Regions from separate parts of the Mus musculus genome. Here region 1 is linked to region 2. The links are chromatin contacts, called in public HiChIP or PLAC-seq maps. All regions are on one chromosome and are shown on one strand. Each heading gives the region's core, a stretch centred on a gene start, on an enhancer-like site or on the middle of the called end of the contact. The rest is flanking DNA. Distances are from core to core; before and after follow the strand shown.

Evidence for each region. HiChIP or PLAC-seq counts read pairs in DNA pulled down with a chosen protein or histone mark.
Region 1: an H3K27ac HiChIP or PLAC-seq map of epiblast stem cells shows a contact between it and region 2, with 6 times the contacts expected there. The contact joins two enhancer-like sites. A contact is called at or near these places in 1 of 39 promoter capture datasets (hippocampal neurons) and 2 of 115 datasets of contacts at active chromatin or transcription factors (embryonic forebrain and epiblast stem cells).

What each region holds. Positions count from the first base shown.
Region 1 is chr10:33,372,538-33,378,620 of GRCm38.p6, reverse strand. All of the region lies in intron 21 of Trdn (triadin), which reads right to left. Among named protein-coding and RNA genes, the nearest start is that of D830005E20Rik, 120 kb to the right of the region's middle. Within about 2 kb of position 2,825, at least 13 of the 459 cell types and tissues checked have an H3K27ac peak or open chromatin away from gene starts, as enhancers often do. A contact at or near this core is called in epiblast stem cells, where this site is marked.
Region 2 is chr10:31,590,618-31,597,028 of GRCm38.p6, reverse strand. All of the region lies in intron 1 of Rnf217 (ring finger protein 217), which reads left to right. Among named protein-coding and RNA genes, the nearest start is that of Rnf217, 16 kb to the left of the region's middle. Within about 2 kb of position 4,113, at least 134 of the 459 cell types and tissues checked have an H3K27ac peak or open chromatin away from gene starts, as enhancers often do. A contact at or near this core is called in epiblast stem cells, where this site is marked.

The DNA.
Region 1 (6,083 bases), core at 1,576-4,075, 1.8 Mb before region 2:
TTGATAATGGCTTCTTATCTCACCTAATATATAATGATTATGGTGTTTTCTTTTTTTTTTTTTTTTTTTCATCCTTTGCCAGAGCAGCAGGTGCTCTTTTTTTTTTTTTTTTTTTTTAAAGATTTATTTATTTATTATATGTAAGTACACTGTAGTTGTCTTCAGATACACCAGAAGAGGGCACCAGATCTCATTACGGGTGGTTGTGAGCCACCATGTGGTTGCTGGGATTTGAACTTCAGACCTTCGGAAGAGCAGTCGGGTGCCCTTACCCACTGAGCCATCTCACCAGCCCCGATTATGGTGTTTTCTTTCCATACTCTTCTCAGTTCTTTCCCATTTCTCCTTCCATCTGGATCCACTCTTTTTCTCTTTCTTTCATTAGAAAATAACAGACTTCTAAAAATAATACTAATAAATATAACAAAATAAAATGTAAAACAAACAATATTACACTGAAGATGGACAGAATAAACCAGCAAAATAAAGAAAGCCTAATAAAAGATACAAGAATCAGAGACCTACTCAATAGCACCTTTTAAAAACATTAAATTGTAAGTCATAATCTATGTGCCAATGACCTGCTGCAGACCCACACAGGCCCCGTGCAAACTTCCTCAGTCTGTGTGTTCACATAAATTTTGCTTATGTTGATTTTTCTTGTTGTATTGGTGTCTTCCATTCCTCCTGGTTCTTAAACTCTTCAGGGTCTTTCCTTGAACTCTGTAAGGAGGAATTTGATGGATATGTCTCATTTAGGACTGAGCCTTCGAAGGTCTCTTACTTTATGCCTAATGTCTGTCTGTGGATCTCTGTATTTGTTTCTATCTGCTGCAGAAGGAAGCTTTTTTGATGATGGGTGAATTAAAAACTGATCCATGTGAATATCATTAGGAGTCATTTTATCACTGCATTTTTTCTTTCTTTTCTTTCTTTCCTTTCTTTTCTTTCCTTTCTTTCCTTTCTTTCTTTCTTTCTTTCTTTCTTTCTTTCTTTCTTTCTTTCTTTCTTTCTTTCTTTCTTTCTATTTTGGACCAGACTTATTTGGTTTTACCATATGACCCTGGGCTATATAGTCTCAGGTTCTTGTTCACCTAAGCAGTGGCAGGAATGGTTTCCATCTCTTAGGGTGAGCCTCGAGTCAAATTAGTTATTGGTTGGTTACTCCCAATAACAATGTGCCACCATTTCCCCAGCATATCTTGTAGGCAGTACACTGTTGTAGATAAAGTATTTGTGGGTGGCTTGATATTTACACTTCTCTTTTAAAAGCATCTTCAGTACCAAAGACAATGGGAAGTAGGAGATAGAGATTTATGTAGGCATCACCTCAACATCTTTATGCTTAATGAGTTGTCTGGGTATTATCTTAAACAATGAGCACTTTCAGTTTGTATAGAGCAATCTATAAACTTGGCAACATTCTGAGTTTGGGGGATTCATGTTGAGACTCTTTGGCCAACAACTTAATTAGATGTAACCCAATCCCAGTACTGGAAGTTTCATTTGGTGACAAGAAATGTCCAGTTGAGAATCATTCTCCTCCATTATTTGGTGATCGCATTTATATTTGCTTCATGTGTATATATTTTAGAAAGCTTCTAATGAATTAAGCCTCCACACTACCCCTCAATAGATACCTTTTAGCTGTCTCTCCCTGTATTCCATACAACTCATATCCTCCCCATTTGATCCTCCTAGTCTAGTCTCCGTTCATCCATAATTATCTGTTTTATTTTCCTATCTGTTCCCTTTACTTTCTTTCTCTATATCTATCCTGTTATTCTACAGATTGTAGATTGAATATTATTAAATTGGCAGCCATTATCTTCACATAAGTGAATGCATATGACATTCATCTTTTCGAGTCTGGTATACCTCACTCTGGAAGTTTTCCATCTGGTTCCATCCATTTGCCTACAGATTTCATGATGTAATTTTTTTAGCAATACTCAATTGTGCAAATATATTATTTTTTTATTCATTCCTCTGTTGAGTGACATCTAGCTTATTTGCAAATTCTGGTTATTGTGAATAGAGCAGCAATCAACATGGTTGTACAAGTGTCTCTATGGTAGGATGAAGCAGCTACCACAAGAGTCGTATAGGTGAATCTTGAGGTAGATTAATTCCCATCTTTCTGAGGAATCACCATACTAATTTTCATAGTGGGTGTGGTGTACAACTTTGCACTCCCACCAGCAAAGGATGAGTGTTCCTCTTATACCACATTCTATCCAGAATGAGCTGTCACTGTTTTTTGTTAATTTTAGCCATTCTCATTATGTGAGATGAATATTCAAAGTGCTTTTGATTTGCTTTTCCCTGAGAAAATAGAAGTTGACCATTGTTTTACTCTTTTTTTAATTAGATGTTTTGCTACATCCACTCCAGTGAAGTCTGTTTGACAGGTCGAGAGGCCTGGAAGCACTCACCAGGCAAAGAGTTTCAAGGAAACTCAACCTCCTGGAACCTTGGCATTCTCATAACCCATATACTCATACCCTATCCCCACGTTACTCTGGTATATGGATCCACATGCTCTCTTTCAGTATTGTTTTATTATAAATGCCTTCAAAGAAAGAATTCTGACATAGGTAAGGGTCCACCAGTGTTCAATGTACTAGAAAATCCTTGAAGCTCATGAGCTTGGAATTCAGTAGGAATTCAGTAAGAATGTTGCCTATTCAGTAACATTCAAATTTACTTCTAGTAGAGACAGTGAAACTAATTAGGCATTACAAAGAACTGAGCTAGAATATCTCAGGGCTAGTCTGCAGAGTGAGTACTTAGGACAGTAGCCAGTCTCACCCAAACAAAGGAATACACAATGGCCTAGTGAATGGGTAGGTTTACCATAAAAGAGTTAGGGAATCCCCCTGGGACAGATTTCTTCCCTAGGCCCAAAGAAACAGCATAAATCAGGCATTTACTAAGAACCCCTGGTGGTGGGCTTAACAATAGACTAGCATTTACTTAGTGGTAAATAGGACCTGGCCCCAGCCATCTTTTGATGTTTACATTCCTTTTGTATTGTGTCACTGTAACTCAGCTGATGAGTCTCTCCTTGTTTCTTGTTACTCTTCTGTATAAAAAATTTGATGCTCGATTTGAAAAATTACACTCAAATTCAACACGTTCTCTCATGTAGTATTTGGTTGTCATTCGCTGATTCCTTGCCCACCTGAAACTAGAGACCCGTTCCATGAAGATAGGAGACCCAAAAAAGGGGTAAGTCTCCAGCAATGTTTCTTGGTTTACATTTTAAATGCTATCCCCTTTCTTAGTTTCCTCTCTGAAATTCCCCTATACCCTCCCCCCTCCCCTGCTCCCCACCCACCCACTCCCACTGGCTGGCATTATCCTATACTGGGGCATGGAATCTTCACAAGACCATTTTAAAAAGTGTTTCTTAGATATTTTAAGTTTCCTCTATTGAGAATTTTGTTTAGAGTTGTTCTTCATTTTATAATAGGGCTACTTTCTTTAAATGTAGCTTCTTGTGTGCTTTATATGTTTTGGATGTTACCTACTATCAGATGTGTATTTGGTGAAAATCATTTTCCATTTTCTAGACTGCTGCTTTGTCCAATTGATACATCCTTTGCCATGTGGATTCTTCTAAGTTTCACGAGGTCTATTTAATAATTGATTATCTTAGTATCTATGCAAACCTATTCTGCTAAAAAAATTTAAAAAAAAAAGTTCTGTTCTTCTGTGCCAGTGAGCTCAAAGCTTGTTCCCATTTTTTTCATCTATTAGATTGAGTGTATATGGATTTATGTCTTTTATCCATTTAGAGTTCATTTATATGCAACCATCCAGGTTGGCCATCATTATTCATTGAATATACTCCTTCCTTCCAGAATGTATATGGCCTTCATATGAAAAATGAGGTGTCCATTGGTATATGGATTTCCATCTGGGTCTTGCATTCAGTTCCACTTATCAGTGTGTCTGATTTCCTGCTATTACACCTTTTTTAAAGCATGCTTTTTAGTGTAATTTGAAATTAGAGATGGTAATGCCTCCCATAGTTCTTTTATTATTCAGTATTGTTTTAGGTATATGGGGTTTTTGTGTTTTCATGTGAACCTAAAAATTTCCATGATTTGTGAAAATTTTGTTAGAATTTTAATAAGAATTTCAATGAAACTGTAGATTGCTTCTGGTATGATGACAATTTGAGGACTTGAGATCCTTCTATCTGCAGATATCTTCTTTCATTTATTTCACAGAGACTTGAAGTGTTTTCATCATACAAGTCTTTTACTTGTTTGTTTAGAGATACTCCCAAGAAACTTTATATTATTCAAGGCTATTGTGAAAGGTGTTATTTCCCTGATTTTCTTTTTTTGTTTGTTTTGGGTTTTTTTGTTTTTTTGGTTTTTTTTTTGTTTGTTTTTGTTTTGCTTTGTTTTGGTTTTTTTCGAGACAGGGTTTCTCTGTATAGCCCTGGCTGTCCTGGAACTCATTCTGTAGACCAGCCTGACCTTGAACTCAGAAATCTGCCTGCCTCTGCCTCCTAAGACACCTGGCTTCCCCCCACCCCCCGATTTTCGTTTGAGAATGTTTGTCATTTGTATATAGGAGGGCTACTGATATTTATTAGTTTGTTTTGTATCCAGAACCTTGCTGAATTTATTTGCTGTAGGAGTGTCCTGGCAGAACTTTTTGGCTCAGTTATGTATACAATCATATTCCAATCTTCCTTCTGTTCATAATATTAATTCAATACAATTTTGATGAAAGAATGTGGTACAAACTGACAAACTAGTAGTAATTCATTATTACATTCTTGCATAAGTAGTTACCTAATAATGGTTACATTGCTTACAGCCTTCTTCCTCCAGAGACAATATTTTTTTTGGCATTCTTTATTATTTTATTTTTTATATAATGAGTATGATATGTGCAATACAACTTATGTCATTATAACAGAACCTCATGCTTGAATTTGTGTTTTCAGGAATTTCATTTACTTTATTCAATATCTACTAGTATGTTTTTTTTTTTGTTTTCCTTTGAAATTAATTATAAGTGAAATATACCCAAATATTTTAGATATTAGGATTTTGATCAGATTATTTCCAGAATTGCCATTTATCCATTTGGAGTTCATTTCTATTCAGTGTGATAAGTATGAATGTAGTTAGTTAGATTCTTCTACAAGCACCATTCAGGTTGACCAGCATTGAGGATTCTCTTTTTTCCAATATATATATATGACCTTCATATGATGAGGTGTCCATTTTTATGTGGATTTCTATACCATGCTTTGTGTGCCTAAGCAAGAAGATAACTTTTGGAAGTAGAAAGCCTTTTTCCATCTTTACACAGGTTGAGGGGGTAAAACTCAGGTCTTCAAGCTTTCATAGAAATCCCCTTTATCCACAAAGCCATCTTGCAGGCCTTACAATATTTTTAAACTATTTTTATTTTGGAATCTGAATCTGACTTTGATACTTGTATTTCCCGTAGACTGTTCTTGGATCAATAATTCAGGATATTCTTTGGCATTTATGGAAAATATGAATGATTTAGATATAGGATATTTGTCTTTAAATTGAGAATTATATAATGTCATAGCTTTCTCATAAAATGAAATGAGAATTCATGAGATGATTAATAAAATAATTGATCTATAAAAGTAGCTAGAATAAGACTACCCAATGTCACAAAAGAAGTGACTAATAAGAATAGGCTAATGACAATTTCATTTTGAGGTAGCTTTATATTGAATTAGTATTTTACAACTATCAAAAAATTCCATAATTTTTTTCTTATAATCCATAAATCAAAAGTTCTAGTTCAGTAATTTTTCTCCATAAATATTATTTTCAGAGCTTTTGATGAGAATATAAAGCTGTTGGCGACTAATTATCCTTTATTTCAATTAAAAATCAAATGAATAAAATCAAAAGTTTCAAACTATAATGCTAAAAACCTTTCCTTTGAGCAAGATTTTGCCAATACAAGCTTGCACAGGAAACTGTGAATTGATTCTAAACATTTCAAGAAATCTCTAACAACCTTAGTCTATCAGTCTACCCAAAAGTAAAGTAAGAATACATTTTTTATGC
Region 2 (6,411 bases), core at 2,864-5,363:
CTGTCAGGGAGTTCAGCTGTGGCTGTCTACCAAAGCCCTAGCTTGTCCCAGGGTTACTTCTGCCTTAGGGAGGCTCTCTCGAAAGCTAGCGTCCAACCAGGCGAATGCCAGCTAATCCTTTTTCACCCTGATTTGCAAGTACTCAGTAACACCTGGGCAAAGCAATCACCCATGCTCAGTGGGAAGGGGTGTTTACCCTCCTCCTTCAAGGACTTGAGAGACCTATTTTAGTAATTACCACACACTTTCAGATAAAACCCAGAAACAGTTTTAATTTAGGTGGTAAAATTTTGCTTTTGTTTGTTTGTGTATTTCAAGACAAGGTTTCTCTGTGTAGCTCTGGCTGTTCTGGGTCTCACTCTGTAGACCAGGTTGGCCTCAAACTCACAGAGATCCTTTTGCTTCCACCTCCCAAGTGCTGGGATTAAAAAAAGGCTTGCACCACCACTCCTCAGCTTTTACTTTGTTTGTTTAATGTTTATGTTTTCCCAACCATTCACACATTTCCAATATATCATTATATCGGTTAACAAGATTTAATTTTTGTGTTTTGTGTTTGAATAATTTTATAAGGGCTCACATGAAAGCTATTCCTTCTCAGAATTACCTAATTTTACTGTAACTGAAGTATTCTAGGGTCAAGCTCAACTTAACTATTCTGATTAGTATTACTAATAATTAGTATTAGCGTAGTCTCTAGTATAGCTTCCTTTATATCAGATCTTTAGTCAAAGTGGTAGTTAGAAGTCTCCCTTGACAATTTTAAGCTTTCTGATACAGCAGATTCTTTTATCACCTAGATTCTATATGGAACTGGTATTGTATTTAAGGATACTTTAGAATTACCCCTTCTAGTTAATCCTTATTAACTCACCGTTAGAGTTTTGTTGTTTATTGTAGTCCTAGTGTGCGTGGATGATTGTATTGTTTGCTTAGTGTCTCCTTGAAGAGTTAACTTGAAATTTCCAGAAGCAAGTGTATTAAACTCAAAAGTTGCTTCTCTGTACTTGATGAAGAGGGGATCTGTAATAGAGGGGACCTATTAAAGAGTGGGACCTATAAGAGAGGGGACCTGTAATGTAGGGGGATCTCTAATGGAGGAGATCTACAATAGAGGAATCTTTAATGGAGGGGGATGTCTAATAGAGGGATCTATAACCGAGGGGGTCTGTAATGGAGGAGGATCTATAATAGAGGGGACCTGTAATGGAGGGAAATGTACAATACAGTGATCTCTAATAAGAGGTATCTTTCAATAGAGGGATCTCTAATGGAGGGGATCTACAATCGAGGTATATATTGTTTGCATGATGTAGCCCTTTCCCTCTGGCTCAGGTAACTTAATTCAAAGATTAGTCCTTCACATGAATGACTAATCCCTTTTAAAGTCTTCTTAATCTACTGCCTCAATACTGTTCTCTATTGTAGAACTGGACACTAATTACAGGGTGCCTGGCAAATCATTTCTCTTTGTGGTATTCACTCTTGCTATGCTCCCTCATGTGATCATTGGCCATTCTTAGTGTCAGTGAGGCTGATTAGCTCTGGCTTGTGTGTGACAAGTACAGTCACTACAGTCTTTTCTCCTAGTCGCTGAACAATCGAACGCAGCAGGGAAACGAGAGAATTCATTATAAGATACTTTCCCTTCTAGTTATAATTTAATTAGTTCATAGTTATCTATGAACAGCCCTCTGGTAAAAGTGACGTCGATGTGGCCATGTTGTCCTACACTTTCTGCTTCAATATGTGACCTTGGCAGGAAGGTCAGTTTTATCCCACTGCCAGACATGCCCTGGATGCGACAGACATGTCCCCATTTAGTCTTATTTAACTACTGATGTCTTTAAGTGGCTTCTCTCCCTATGGGCTGCCATTGTTTTCTTCTCAAGATTGTTTCTGGAAGAAACACCTAATGCTAGGTTCCCAAAACTTAAGAAAGGAATAGTATATTGGTATATTTAACTTAAAATTATGTGTGTGGGTGTGGGTGCTTGCATGCATACATATGTACTTTGTGTGTGTGTATGTGCTTGCATGCACACATATGTACTGTGTGTGTGTGTGTGTGTGTGTGTGTGTGTACTGTCTGCTTGTTAACTTGAGAGTTACATATTTGTGTCACAAGGATATTTGCTGATTTTGAAATACCCAAGTTTACTCTTTCCCAGTTAAGTCTTTGTTTCAAGTGTAGTTTGAATTGATCAAAATAGATAATTCTAACATTTACTTTTTGTGTTCTCATGAGTTCTAACCGTACCTGTGAGTCAGTCTTAGTCAGTCTTAATAAGAAGGAAGTGCTTAGAGGGCAGGCTGAGGAGGGGATGCAGAAAGCATAGTAAGTCTTCCCTGATTTGTGGCTTGTTTCTGTGTGTCTGTATAAATGAAGATTTTCAGAGAGATTTCTGATCTGCTTGTTTAAAGACTTACAAATTTAGTGCTGTGTATTTAGCTGCAAGAGTGGTTGGTTGTGTGCTATGTATTTAGCAGCAGCAACTTTCCCATAAGCCGTGCATGGGAGGCAAAAGTCAGTTAAGGATTATCAAACATAGGCAACAATGCAAAGTTTTCATCTGTCCTCAGGTGATACATTGTTGTCAGTGTCAAAATGAGCAGAATGCAGACTTTAGAAACCAGATCATCAACAGCTGACTAAATTTTCAAAACTAACAAAGGCAGTTCTATGGCGTTGCTTTTATATGGTTAATTAGTTCATTAAACTTAAGATGTGGGAAAAAAAGTCACCGAATATTATGGATTGTTCCATTTCGGTAACCTCTTGGTTTGTTACAATCTCAATGGACCCTGTAAGTTTGCTCAGAGCATTAGCTAATGAGGTCAAGGTCAAGTAGGCAATCTTCTCACAGGCAACTTGTTGATCAGTGGCCACATCCTTAACCCTGCATAGTCATGGAAGGACCTGTCTGCTGCTGATCATAAGACCAGAGCTCTGGCAAGGTGGGGGAATAATTAATTTTGTCATCTTTTTTGGACTAACAAATCACAGATTGAACAGTCAGCCAAGAGTTTCACAGCTTTCTCCAGAGAGGAATCTCACTGTCCAAAGCTTGCTCTTCCTTCACTAGCGTCAGTACATAGTGGGCATAAGAGGAGCGTGGGAAGGAGGAACAACTTGAGTGTTCATATCCTATTAAAATGAAATCAGAGCACAGAATATTTGGGAGCACATACTCATCTTTATGAGACAGGTGAGTCTTTATACAGTAGTCCATGATCAGTTTTCCCAGAACATTTAAAAAATCAACATGTGAAGAATAAGCTCCTCATGCAAAGATTAGGGTGCGATCTATGACACTAAGTTGTATGTTATGGATTGTTGGAGACAGCAGTTCTAGGAAGAGAGAGCTGTGTTTTGAGAAGTAGTGAAAGTTGGAACTTGGCTGGTATCTGAAAAGTGGCTGTTGCTGTAGAAGGTGGTAGAAAGTAGGTTAAGGGCTGGACACTTGTGAGTTAGAGTAAGCAAACACACACACATACACACACAAATCAAAACACACTTGTGCAAATAGAATGTGTAGTTGACGATGGTTGGAGAAGGGACTGGATCAGTCTATGTAACAGCTGCAGAAGAAAAGCTGAGAGCTGGTGAAAGGTGGTGAGCAGAACTAAGACCTCCCACACAGTAGAGCCTAGACTGGAGTCCCAGCTTCAGAGGGCTCGAATCGGACAAGGCTTGGCCTTCTTCAGAAACAGGAGGAAGTAGCATGTGTGCAGCTGTGGAGGAGGGCGCACAGACCAGCTATGGGTCAGATTCTATCGCTCCTCTGTGAAATCGATACTTTATTCCAACTGTGATGAGAAATCACTGGACCATTTGGTACAGCTGTAGAGATGTCATTAATATTTTAAAAAGATTCTCTCTTCTGTGTGGAATGTAAACTGTGTTTAGAGGGGAAGATAGCAGTAGGGACGTGACTAGGAGGCAGTTGCTGTGACAGCAGAGGGGCCAGTGGATCTGCACAATTATGCAGGTGCTGCAGATGGCTTGTCTGCATTATGTCTGCCTTGCCTTTTGCTTTTCAAAGGTGTTGGGGGTGCTCTGCGGCAGCAGTAGACCTTGCCAGTGCCTGCAGCCACTCTGTTGTAAGGCCTGGAGGTTGTGCAACCCTGTATACCAGCTGCAGTCTTATCTCCCAGGCAACACTGACAGACGTCTCCTTAGCTTGTTTCTCCTGCCAGATTTCCCTTGTCTAGGATGGATTTCTGTTGGCTTGCTTGCTTTTGTGTAGGTTGGGGGCACTGTGTAAAAAGCCATTGCCCTAAAGTATCTGTCTATATATGTTACTGTCTGTAGTTACTTTACCCATTAGAGCCAGTTTTGTGTCCCCTCCCCCTTAAAGTGCCTTTTTGTTTTTCTTGAAAGGAATTTTGTGCTTAATTTGATGCTTAGTGCTTAGCCTTCACCACCCTGTGAAACAAACAAGAGCTCCACCCTCTCCTCATGTAGACAGCAAAGGTGCTACAGCAACAGTGGGCACTGGTCGTTCTGTTCCATGCACGCCTTTGTTTATTGAGTTGGCTAGTAAGTGCCCTTTGCTTCTCTATTTAATTGTGTTTAATTATCTATATTCCCTTTTCTGGTTCTTATTTTTGTAACAGTGTTCTTTTCTGTACTAAGTTACATTTCCTCTGCATTTAATGACTCAGACTCTGGGGTCACAGCTCTGCCATCCACAGAGTGTGCTGTTTTGATGTGGCTGTCCTGTTCTTTGTTTTCAGTAAGCATGTAATGATAAAGTGGCTGCTTAAACAAAGGTCTGCTCTGTTGGGTCTATGCTGAGTAACTGAGTGGCCCCTCCCTCCCACACACTGATTTATTTCCCTCAGTGCCTGAGGATTTCCTGATACATTCTATGTTTATTATAAGACCAGTAACATTTCAATTGGCGTTAATGCCAATGTGATGTTTTTCCATATATGAAAACTACCTTGTGTTTACCTTTAACATAGATCTGTGCTCTAGTATGTTTTGCAGGTATTTTAGGAGAGTATAAATATGTACATACAGTTCAGCTTATGACTAGAAGAAGCCAATCTACTGAGTAGTGTTTACTAAATGTCAGAGATTTTCCAAGTAGATGGTATCATTAGTGAAAGGTACTGGGTAGTGTTCAGGAATACTTCAGTATTTTAAGTATTTATAAAATATGTTTGGAAAGCTGAATAGTTTCACTGTATTTTATGTTAGCAGAACGTTTTAACTCTACAGGAATTTGGACTCTTTTTGCCTTATTTTATTCTACTTTGATTTCCCAAATGGTGACCTTTTCATAAAGGGCCAGGCAAGTCACCTGCCCACATATTGCTCACTGCTCAGATTACACAGGAGCAATAAGGAATATTAGCTTGTTTTTGTTTTTGTTTTGTTTGAGACAGGATTTCTCTGTGTAGGCCTGAGGTTCTGGAATTCAATGTAAATCAGGCTGGCCTTAAACTCTTAGAAATCCACCTGCCTCTGCCTCCTGAGTGCCAGGATTAAAGGCAAGTACCACAACTACCAGGCTCACCTATTTTAAGAAAAAATAAAATAAAAGATTTCTTTGCATTTGTGTGTGTGTGTGTGTGTGTGTGTGTGTGTGTGTGTGTGTGTGGTGTAAGTGTGGGTGCCCACAGAGATTAGAAAACGACATTATATCCTCTGAAGCTGGAGTTAAGGGTAGTTGTGAGCCACTCCACATGGGTGCTTGGAACTGAACTTGGTCCATTTGGAAAAATAGCATGCACTCTAGAACAGTTTTAGAATTATTTATTTTATATGTATGAGTGTTTTGCCTGTATCACATGTGTGCTCAGTGCCCACAGAGACCAGATAATTGTGTAAGATCCCTTGGAACTAGAGCTGCAGACTGTTGTGAGCTACCATGTAGGTGCTGAGAACTGAACCTGGCTTCTCTATGAGAGCAATAGGCCCCCTTGAGTGCTGAGCCATCTCTTCAGCCTTTAACTTGCACACTTAACTACCGAGCCATCTCTCCAGCTCTTCTACCCTTGTTTGGTCATATTCATTATAAACAGTGATGAATTGCATAAATACATTTTACTTAACTGCAGCATGTACTGTGGACATATTTGTTTCCCTATAGCTCTCCTTCGCCGTTCCTCAAGGGTGCTTGCTTACACTTTTATGCCTTATATATGAAAGAATATATGTCTAAGAAGCACATATTCTTTCTTGTGAAATCTGTTGATTTTATAATTTACCTTGAGTTATACTATACTAAACAGATATGCTGGTTCCTCAGGAATGCAGCCTTAGAGTCCTTTGAATATACTTTCGGAAGGATACTTGAATCATATAATAGTTGTTTGGGGGAAGCTTTCCTTCTGATAGCTACAGTGACTGCCTTATTTGCACTCTCACCAGCAGTATCCAGAGTTTCTTCCTTCACA